3 separate regions of the Mus musculus genome follow, and regions 2 and 3 are each linked to region 1. A link is a contact called in public HiChIP or PLAC-seq data. All regions are on one chromosome and are shown on one strand. Each heading gives the region's core, a stretch centred on a gene start, on an enhancer-like site or on the middle of the called end of the contact. The rest is flanking DNA. Distances are from core to core; before and after follow the strand shown.

The links. HiChIP or PLAC-seq counts read pairs in DNA pulled down with a chosen protein or histone mark.
Region 2: an H3K4me3 HiChIP or PLAC-seq map of bone marrow-derived macrophages shows a contact between it and region 1, with 4 times the contacts expected there. The contact joins the enhancer-like site here to the promoter of Uvssa in region 1. A contact is called at or near these places in 22 of 39 promoter capture datasets (the 3T3-L1 cell line, 3T3-L1-derived adipocytes, the C10 cell line and 14 more), 1 of 15 datasets of contacts at CTCF or cohesin (the NIH/3T3 cell line), 10 of 484 Hi-C or Micro-C datasets (the C10 cell line, bone marrow-derived macrophages, cranial neural crest and 7 more), 14 of 115 datasets of contacts at active chromatin or transcription factors (the 230-238 cell line, the SCID.adh cell line, acute myeloid leukemia and 6 more) and 3 of 9 other capture datasets (adipose tissue, liver and pancreatic islet).
Region 3: an H3K27ac HiChIP or PLAC-seq map of embryonic stem cells shows a contact between it and region 1, with 6 read pairs. The contact joins the enhancer-like site here to the promoter of Uvssa in region 1. A contact is called at or near these places in 4 of 39 promoter capture datasets (hippocampal neurons, liver, second pharyngeal arch cranial neural crest and 1 more), 1 of 15 datasets of contacts at CTCF or cohesin (the NIH/3T3 cell line), 8 of 484 Hi-C or Micro-C datasets (the C2C12 cell line, the Patski cell line, arterial endothelial cells and 5 more), 4 of 115 datasets of contacts at active chromatin or transcription factors (the SCID.adh cell line and embryonic stem cells) and 1 of 9 other capture datasets (pancreatic islet).

What each region holds. Positions count from the first base shown.
Region 1 is chr5:33,377,365-33,380,090 of GRCm38.p6, forward strand. Uvssa (UV stimulated scaffold protein A) reads left to right here and starts at 1,332. Exons shown (of 14, transcript NM_001081101.2): 1 at 1,332-1,638; 2 at 1,862-1,961. The coding sequence starts at 1,864.
Region 2 is chr5:33,253,235-33,255,960 of GRCm38.p6, forward strand. All of the region lies in intron 5 of Ctbp1 (C-terminal binding protein 1), which reads right to left. Among named protein-coding and RNA genes, the nearest start is that of Ctbp1, 20 kb to the right of the region's middle. Within about 2 kb of position 1,372, at least 5 of the 459 cell types and tissues checked have an H3K27ac peak or open chromatin away from gene starts, as enhancers often do. A contact at or near this core is called in bone marrow-derived macrophages and liver, where this site is marked.
Region 3 is chr5:33,500,602-33,503,327 of GRCm38.p6, forward strand. No RefSeq gene overlaps it. Among named protein-coding and RNA genes, the nearest start is that of Nkx1-1, 68 kb to the left of the region's middle. Within about 2 kb of position 1,365, at least 13 of the 459 cell types and tissues checked have an H3K27ac peak or open chromatin away from gene starts, as enhancers often do. A contact at or near this core is called in embryonic stem cells, where this site is marked.

The DNA.
Region 1 (2,726 bases), core at 82-2,581:
GGCAACTTCCGTTTGAGTAGTGGAACCCACATGGTGGAGAGAACCACCTCTCAGAAATTGTCCTGATCATACTAGGGAGGGTCCCACCTTCTAACCCCCCAATAAAAAAAAATGTAATAATATCTTAAAGACATTTCATTCTCTTTAAATTTTGGGGGTGGGATGGGTGGGGGCAATCTGTGCATGTAAAATGAGAAACTACAGTCCACGATCAATCTCACGAGTGTATGAGGACTGGGACCTGCCAAGAGGTGGTGGGAAGAGCTCAGATTCCAAACATCACAAGTTGAGTTGCCAGATCCTCACATATTGAACACAACACAAATGAACGGGGGAGGGGGGGGGAGGGGACGGACGTGTCGGGGGAGTCCAGTTGACTTTGTTCACTGACCCGGATTCAGGGAAGGGTAGGTAAGTGGGTGGGACAGTAGGCACACCATGCTTTTAACAGTCTAGTCCAGAAGCTCAAGACCGTCCTGCAGGACACACAAACTGGCTGAATGCCCGCTCTATGGGTGCAGACCCGAACCCCAAACCGGATACACAGGGAGACCGGTGTATGCTTCTCCTTTGCTAAGCGAAGCAGGAGCTGACAGCGGAAAGGCAGAGCGAGTTGTGAGCCGGCTAAGGCGGCAGTATCCGGGGTCTGTGCGTTCAAGAGTTGGGCTGAAGCAGCGTGAGGTTGGTAGAGGCCAGAGTCCTGAACACTGTGAAGCTGTAGGAAGGGAGCAAGCAGCTCTAGCCGAGAGCTGACATATCTTCTACAATCATCTACGTTGAGACTGAACTGACATTTTAAAACATCCAATCAGTGCAACCACCACTACCCCAGGGCAGCCTTGCAACGGTGCCTCCCACCATAGCCTGTCCTGGGGTGGACAACTGACCCGGTCAGGGAGGCGGGCCGACCCTTCCCAACCGGACTTGCGCCCAGATTCCCTTCTGAGCTTTCTTAGCAGATATACAGAGGCTGTACATAGGCCGCGAGCCTCCTGGTGGCCAGAGAACTGATCCCCAGATCAAAACTTCTTTCTGCACCTCAGTCTCATACTCCTGACCCAAAGCCACCGCCCCTTTAAGAACTTGCCGGGCCCTCCCGCCTCCTTTTTCTCGCGCTTAGTTCTTCTCGATCTGCCCCGCCCCCTGGAGGAGCGTTGCGTCACCGCGTTGCCGCGTCCTCGCGCCTGCGCTGTGGAGCCGCTCCAGGCAAATGACGGAGACGGGTGGCTGCCTCATCTGAAAGGGACTGGACCAGAGCGGGCGCGTCGCGGTGACTTCCGCTCCTGCGCCGCGGGTCTTCGCGAGTGTGTGCCCGCTGCTCTCTGGGGCCTGTAACAGAGAGAGCTCTGTCTACACCGGAAGGGGTGGGCGAAACAAGCTGCTGCATCCTGCGGGCCGTGTCACCGGGGCTGAGGGACGCTGGTACTACGTCTCCTGAGGCAGCGAGTGCGGCGGACTGAGGGTCGTGGCTGGTCAGATTCTCGGCCCGCAGGGTCGGATCAGTCGCCCCCGCAGTTGTCCAGAGACTGTCGCTTGCAGAGAGCGAGTTTCTTGTGCGGCCAGTTTGCTTAAAATTTAGTGACATTTCCCCTTAGCCCGCGGTAACGTCACCCACACAGCTGACCGAAGACTGCCGGAGTTAGTCTCATCTTTAAAACCTTAGCTAATTATCACCGAAGGGCTTGATGGCCTTCCGTGGGAATGTGGTGGCTAGCCTTCTTCGCCTGGGAGACAACCTACAGAGACACCCTAGGGCCTTTGCCGTAATCCCCAGTATTTGGAGTCCCCCATAAACTTAAAACTAAGACCGTGAAGTATTTATTGTATGTTAACTCAGCATCTCCGCGTCCCTTGTTTCTAGATATGGATCAGAAACTTTCACAGTTGATAGAGGAGCTCACAACTTCAGGAGAATCCCAACTCAATGCTCAGAAAATGAAGGAACTGAAGAAAATTTGCAAGTATGTATTGAGGCTAAATGTGCCAATGTCCCCTGAGCACCCACACCGTGGAGATTGTGGACCCTCTGCCCTCTTGTACACCTCTGCCACCTCCTGCATTCACTACCTAGGAAGGAATTATCTGATCACCAGGGCATGGTGGCATTTGCCTGTTGTGAGGTAGAGTTGGGAGTAGCATGAGTTCCCCGCAGCTTGGGCTACATAGTAAGGCCTTGTCTCAGGAACCACTAAAGGATTTCTGGGGCTGTAATCCTGGTGTACCTGGGTCCAGAATGTCGCGCAAACTCTGAACTTGGTGCCTCTGACGATTTCTGTAAGGTATAAAGCTATCACACTATGTCAGTAAAAGTAGATCCTCTTCTTTTCCGTTGGAGTAAAGAGTTCATGATTGGGTCAGTGGCTCTGGCCTCCCCACCCCCGCCCCACCCCCAGGGATGCTCAGGAGCCCCAAGCATGCTGTCCCCAAGCAAACTGTACCACTGAGCTACCTATTATTATCATCATCATCATCATTATTATTATTATTATTATTATTATTATTATTTCTCCTTCTCCTCCTCCTCTCCCTCCTCCTCCTCCTCCTCCTCCTCCTCCTCCTCCTCCTCCTTCTTCTTCTTCTTCTTCTCTCTCTCTCTCTCTCTCTCTCTCTCTCTCTCTCTCTGACAGATTCTCATGTAGCCCAGGTTAACCTCTTTACTATGTAGCTAAGGCTGGCTGTGAATTTCTGATCTTCCTGCTTCCACTTAAGTGTTCCTTTGGGGTCAT
Region 2 (2,726 bases), core at 122-2,621, 120 kb before region 1:
CATGGTAAATTTTAGAGACCAGACTCTCACACCACCACAAGGACTAAACAAAACACAAACTGATGAGCTGATTCTAAAGTCAAACTATCAGAAATGAATGACATGGCCAGGTGTGGTGGTGCACACCTTTAATGACTTTAATTTCAGCACTTGGGAGGCAAAGGCAAGCACCTACGTGAGTTCAAAAAAGAATCTTAAACAACCCCTTACACTAAAAGAAAGAAAAAGAAATGAATGATATGGATGATGGTTTGAATAAAAATGGACCCCATAAGACTATAGGGAGTGGCACTATTAGTTGCCTTGTTGGAGGAAGTGTGATTCAGTCTCTTCCTGCTGCCTTCTGATCAAGATGTGGAACTCTCAGCTCCTTCTCCAGCACCATGTCTGCCTGCATAAACCCTTGAACTATAGGGCAGCCCCGACTAAATGTTTTCCTTTAAAAGAGTTGCCATGGTCATGATGTCTCTTCACAGCAACAGAAACCCTAAGACAGACGTTGGAAATGGGGACTGTGATATTGCTGTGATAGGCTGGTCCATGATTTTGTTTGAAGGAATGTGGACTTTGGATTAGAAAAACAGTGGAATGCTTTAAGCATTGCTTAATGGGTCACACTAGTAAGAACATGGAAGGAAGTGGTGCTGGGGGGTGCTGGGGGGTAAATTGAACTGTAGGGCCCTGGCCTAAGAGGTTTCAAAAGATAAGAATTTTAGTATGTGGCCTAGAGATTGTTCTTGTGATATTTTGACAAAGAATAAGGCTACTTTTTGCCTTTGTCCAAAAAGTCTGCCTGAAGCTAAATTGAGTATTTATGGATTAATTAAGTTGGCAGAGGATATCTCAAAACCGCCTAGTATTGACTCTATCCTGGGGTTCTTAGTGCTCTTATGGAAATCTGTAATGAAGAGACACAAGCTGAGCAAGGAAAAAATACAAAATGTACAATTTGAGGAGGAAAGGAACACCAGACTGTATCTTGTGAAGTGGACTCAGTCATGTCATATGATGTTTTTCTGAAATTGTCTTATGAGAAAATGCTTGACTGAGAATAGACACATGGTGCTTTTCTGGAAGCAGCTTGAAAAAGGGCATGTGATGTTTTGCTGGAGCAGACACTTAAGAGGAACCATGATATTTGGAAAGGGTATAAGGATGATTCAGCAGACAGTGGACAAAAGTATGGTATTGGTTCACTTTACTGGTCTTCATTGGGCTTTGCTGATGCTGCTCTTTACTGACGATGCTGTGGCATTGGTTTGCCTTGCCCTCTTTGCTGATCATCTTTGTTGTGACTTCATAGAGAAAAATGTACCAGAGACCTTCTGGTGATGTTCTGGCAGCTTCTTGCTGCTTCCATGGACTCAGGCCAATTGGCAAAGTCACGTAGTTTCTTCTGGATGGAACTGCTGATTCGTGAATGGTGTTTGCAAGTGGACTGAGCTACCACTGCTGATTCTCGTGAACTGAACTGCTGATATCCTGACAGCGAAGATTGCAATCACCCCAAAGAACTATTTCTAAACAGGCCCACATCCTCCTTTGCTCTATGAACCTTTCCTTTCCACTCCCTCTGGTGGGTGGTGGGCTAGAAGGAAAGTTAAAGCAGTTAAGAACCCTAATTAGAGTAGGTTTTGAAAAATCTAAGCCTACAATCATGTGTTCAAGAAGATACACAGATTAAAGAAAAGCCTGATATTAAATGGAATAGAGGGAGTAGTGACCTCAGGGCAAGACTCCACCCAGCTAAGTTTCCAATTTGTGGAAAGGAATTGATGAAAAGTTCATGTCTAAGCATGATGGTGCACACCTTTAATCCCAGCACTGAGGAGCCTGAAGCAAGCAGACTTCAGAGTTCAAGGACAGCCTGGTCTACAAAGCAAGTTCCAAGACAGCCAAGATTAAGTAGTGAAGGAAATTGTCAAAACCAGAAAGCTAATAAAGATGTAATTAAATGAAGGGGCCATGCTTCAACCCCAGTAAGCAGCAGAACTTGGCAGCTTTCAGACACATGGTTCTGAGTTTAAGAGTCAAAGATAGAAAAAAGGGGTTATGGAATCTCCCTCCATGACTAAGAAAGCTACTTAGGCCAGGAATATCCCTGCATGGGGGCCTAGAGAGGGCTACGGAGAAAGAAGCATCATTGTATAGATCAAAGAGAACTGGAGAAAGGAAACACAAGTTTGTTTGAGAATGCACTATGGGTGCTAATCTGAGTGATCTCAACTTGGTTATTGGGGGGGGCGGGAACAAGAGAAGGAGAGAGATTGAGAGTGATTTATTTCTGGACTGACAGATACTACTGTACACTGGGAGTTGGGGTCCAAAAGAGCTAGCAAAATCCAAAAGCGTTTCAATGTCTTTAAAGAAAGTGATGCCTGTTGTGGTGGTCTGAATGAGAGTGGCTCCCATAGGCTCATATATTTGAATGCTTGGTCACCAGTTCATGGAACTATTTGGGAAGGATTAGGAGGTGTGTCATTGGGGGTGGGCGTTAAGGTTTCAAAACCCCACACCACTCCCAGCTTGCTATCATGTTAACATTTATTCATTTTGTCTCTGTCTCCGTCTCCCCGTGTCCCCGTGTCCCCATGTCTCCGTCTCCGTCTCCGCCTCCGCCTCCCTCCCTCCCTCCCTACCTCTCTCCCTCTCCCTTGTGGTTGTGAATCAGATGTAAACTCTCAGCTACTTCTCCAGCACTATGCCTGCCTGCTGCCATGTTCCTC
Region 3 (2,726 bases), core at 115-2,614, 120 kb after region 1:
TTATACAATTACATATGTAGCAATAACAGAGTACACGGCTAATCCCCGCCGGGTCAGAACAGCAACCTTCCAATAATGCAGGTTTCATTAGGGGAAGGGCTGTTATTGCCAAGAATTACAGAAATAATGGGAGTGGGTGTATTCAGCGAGAAGTAACAAATGAGGCTGCTCTGGAGATAAGACGCCGAGCCGGCTGCTCACGAGCACCGTGGAGGCCGAGTACATCGGGGGTCACTAGCGCCGGGGAACAGGAATTAATTTTAGACGCTTCCTGGAGCCCAGAGGGTGGGAGAGTGGGGGCTTCTGTTGAGCCCAGAGGTGGGAGGACCGGTGGGAGCGAAGCAGAAGCCCCTCACTCAGCCACACACACACCCGCCCCTTTCTAGGGCTCTCAGGCTGTAAGCCCCTCCACTACGTATACTGCAGCAGATCAGTCCTTGCTGCCACACGCATTTGTGGTCATTCCTGATCTCAGGGGTCAATGTTAGGTGCAGGGTGGGGAATGTCTCTAATATGTGCCCTGGTCTAGATCCGAGGAGGCCAGGTGAGCCACTGGAAGTGTGCACAGTAGGGATAGGCCTCCGAGACCAGCATGGAGCTCTTCCCAGGTTTAAAGGTGGGCCACCACCTCAGGGATTGTTTCCAGGAGGGGGTTTCAGCAGAGTCCAGTCTGCCAAGCAGGCAGCCAGAGTAGCTGGAAGGGCACTGGCTGTGAGGTGGCGCTCTCCGGAAGGCAGCCCACCTCCACACAGACCTTGTGATGGTCAGGGCAGCAACCATCTTCCCTGATGCCCCGCCCCCGGAAGGAGGAGGGGCTTTGGCAAACAGTAGCAGGTCTCCCAGTGAGCTGGCACCTCCCGTTTGTGCTGAGGGGACTTGAAGCTTGGCCACTTAGAGAATCACCAAGGCCACTACTCAAGGGTCTCTGGGCTGGGACCAGGGCTAGCGGAACCAGCCTGCTCCATATGGTACCCGGAGATCAAGCTGCTGGGTCTCTAGTGAGACATCTTCCCCCGTAATTGGAGCAGGACTGAGGCTAGGACCTTTTGCTACAGGGTCCTTAAACCAGCTCCTAAAGGGTTTCCGGCAACACAGAGAACCGTGGCCAGAAGCAAGGGCCACATTGCTGCCTTGTCCTCAGAAGCTCACACACATCCTCAAGTCATCCCCCTGTAAGTGAGGGGTGAAACTAGAAGACCTAAGTAAAGCCAGGGCAGCTTGGGGAGACTTACTCTCTCCCAGCCTCAGAGGCTGCTGCAGGCATCCCAGATTGCCCCCATCCCCCCTCACATACACACCAGTGGCTGCGGCAGGTGGGTGGCTCGAGACAGGACAGAAAGAACCGCCCAAGTGCTTCAGAGTCCTAAGTGATTACGAGAGGCCACCGGGTTACCATGCATGTAAATGAAGCCAAGACAGCCCATGGATCAGGCCTTTTCTTCCAGGCGCCAGCAAAGAGACTCTGATAAGGGGATCTTTGTAATTACACGGAGCTACACTGGTCAATTCTGACTTTTAAATACTGTAGGGCCCGAGAAAGGAGAAGAAAGCCGGAACACATGTTCTCTGGGGCAATAGCTTCAGCTCCTTTTGAATTTGCCGTCTTGCCGCAGAGCCCGCAGCCACGGCCGCCCGCCTCCTTTGTGAGCGCTATCGCTCCATCACAGCGCAAGATCATTTCCAAATTAAATTTTATGGTCCATTACTTACTGCACCGACACTGGTCTAATGGAATCTTAAGTGGAACTGACTGGACCTGCGTGGGGCCGGCCTCTCAGTTAAGATGTTATTTAGTTCTAATTATCAGATAATGAACTCGGGAAATTTAATTTTTAATATTTGTATGTCAAAAGTCCATCGGGTTTTGGTTAGAGTTTAAATTAGAAGTTAACCTGGGTTGAGCACCAGTCTCAGGACTTGCTTTTCTGAGGACGGAGGCCACACAAAGCCCCTACTGTGGGCTGCCTGTTTCCAGATGCTGGACCTAATGTCCCCAAGGGAACCCAGCAGGAAGCATTCCAAACCCACACCCTGGCTCTGGCCTGCTTCAGGGCAGCATGGTGCAAGGCAGACCAGGGACTTGAGAGCTCAGGGCCAGGTATCTATCTGCAGGCATGTTAGAAGGAGCCATCACCCAGATCTATGGCCCTGTGCTAGCGTCACAAGTGCCCTGGTTTGCACAGGGGCCTGCCTCCTGTGTCCCCCAGCTGACAGAGAGGCAGCGTGTCTGGGTGGGAAACATCTTTGGGAGGACATTATTTGGTCGCCGGAGGCCAGCCAAGTCTCTGGTTTGATTAACTTTATATTCACGCAGACACTCATGGAGCAGGCTTGTTAGCTTGGGTACATCCAAGAATCTTTGGCAAAGCCAGGCTCTGTGCTCTACCCCACTATGGCCTAGACCCAAAGTTGAATGCTCCAACTGCCCCAGGGGGCTCACTGGTCCTTCTTCAGTGCAATCAACCCCCAGGGTTTGAGGCCATAGCCACCAGACACACAGAAACTGGAGCAGAAGGGGTGGCAAGAGAGTCTCCTGGAGGTGAAATGGCTGAGGGTACCCTGGAGGATTATGGGATTGGCAGTAGAATTGGAGATGACTAGCTGAGGTGAGAGGCCTCCTCCACGAGCAGGTGGCCCAGTTCCTCCTGTCCCCTCTGTACACATGAGGCTGCCAAGAGGCCAATGGGGAGAGCTGGTTATATCTTCCTCAAGGTTCCCAAAGTTTA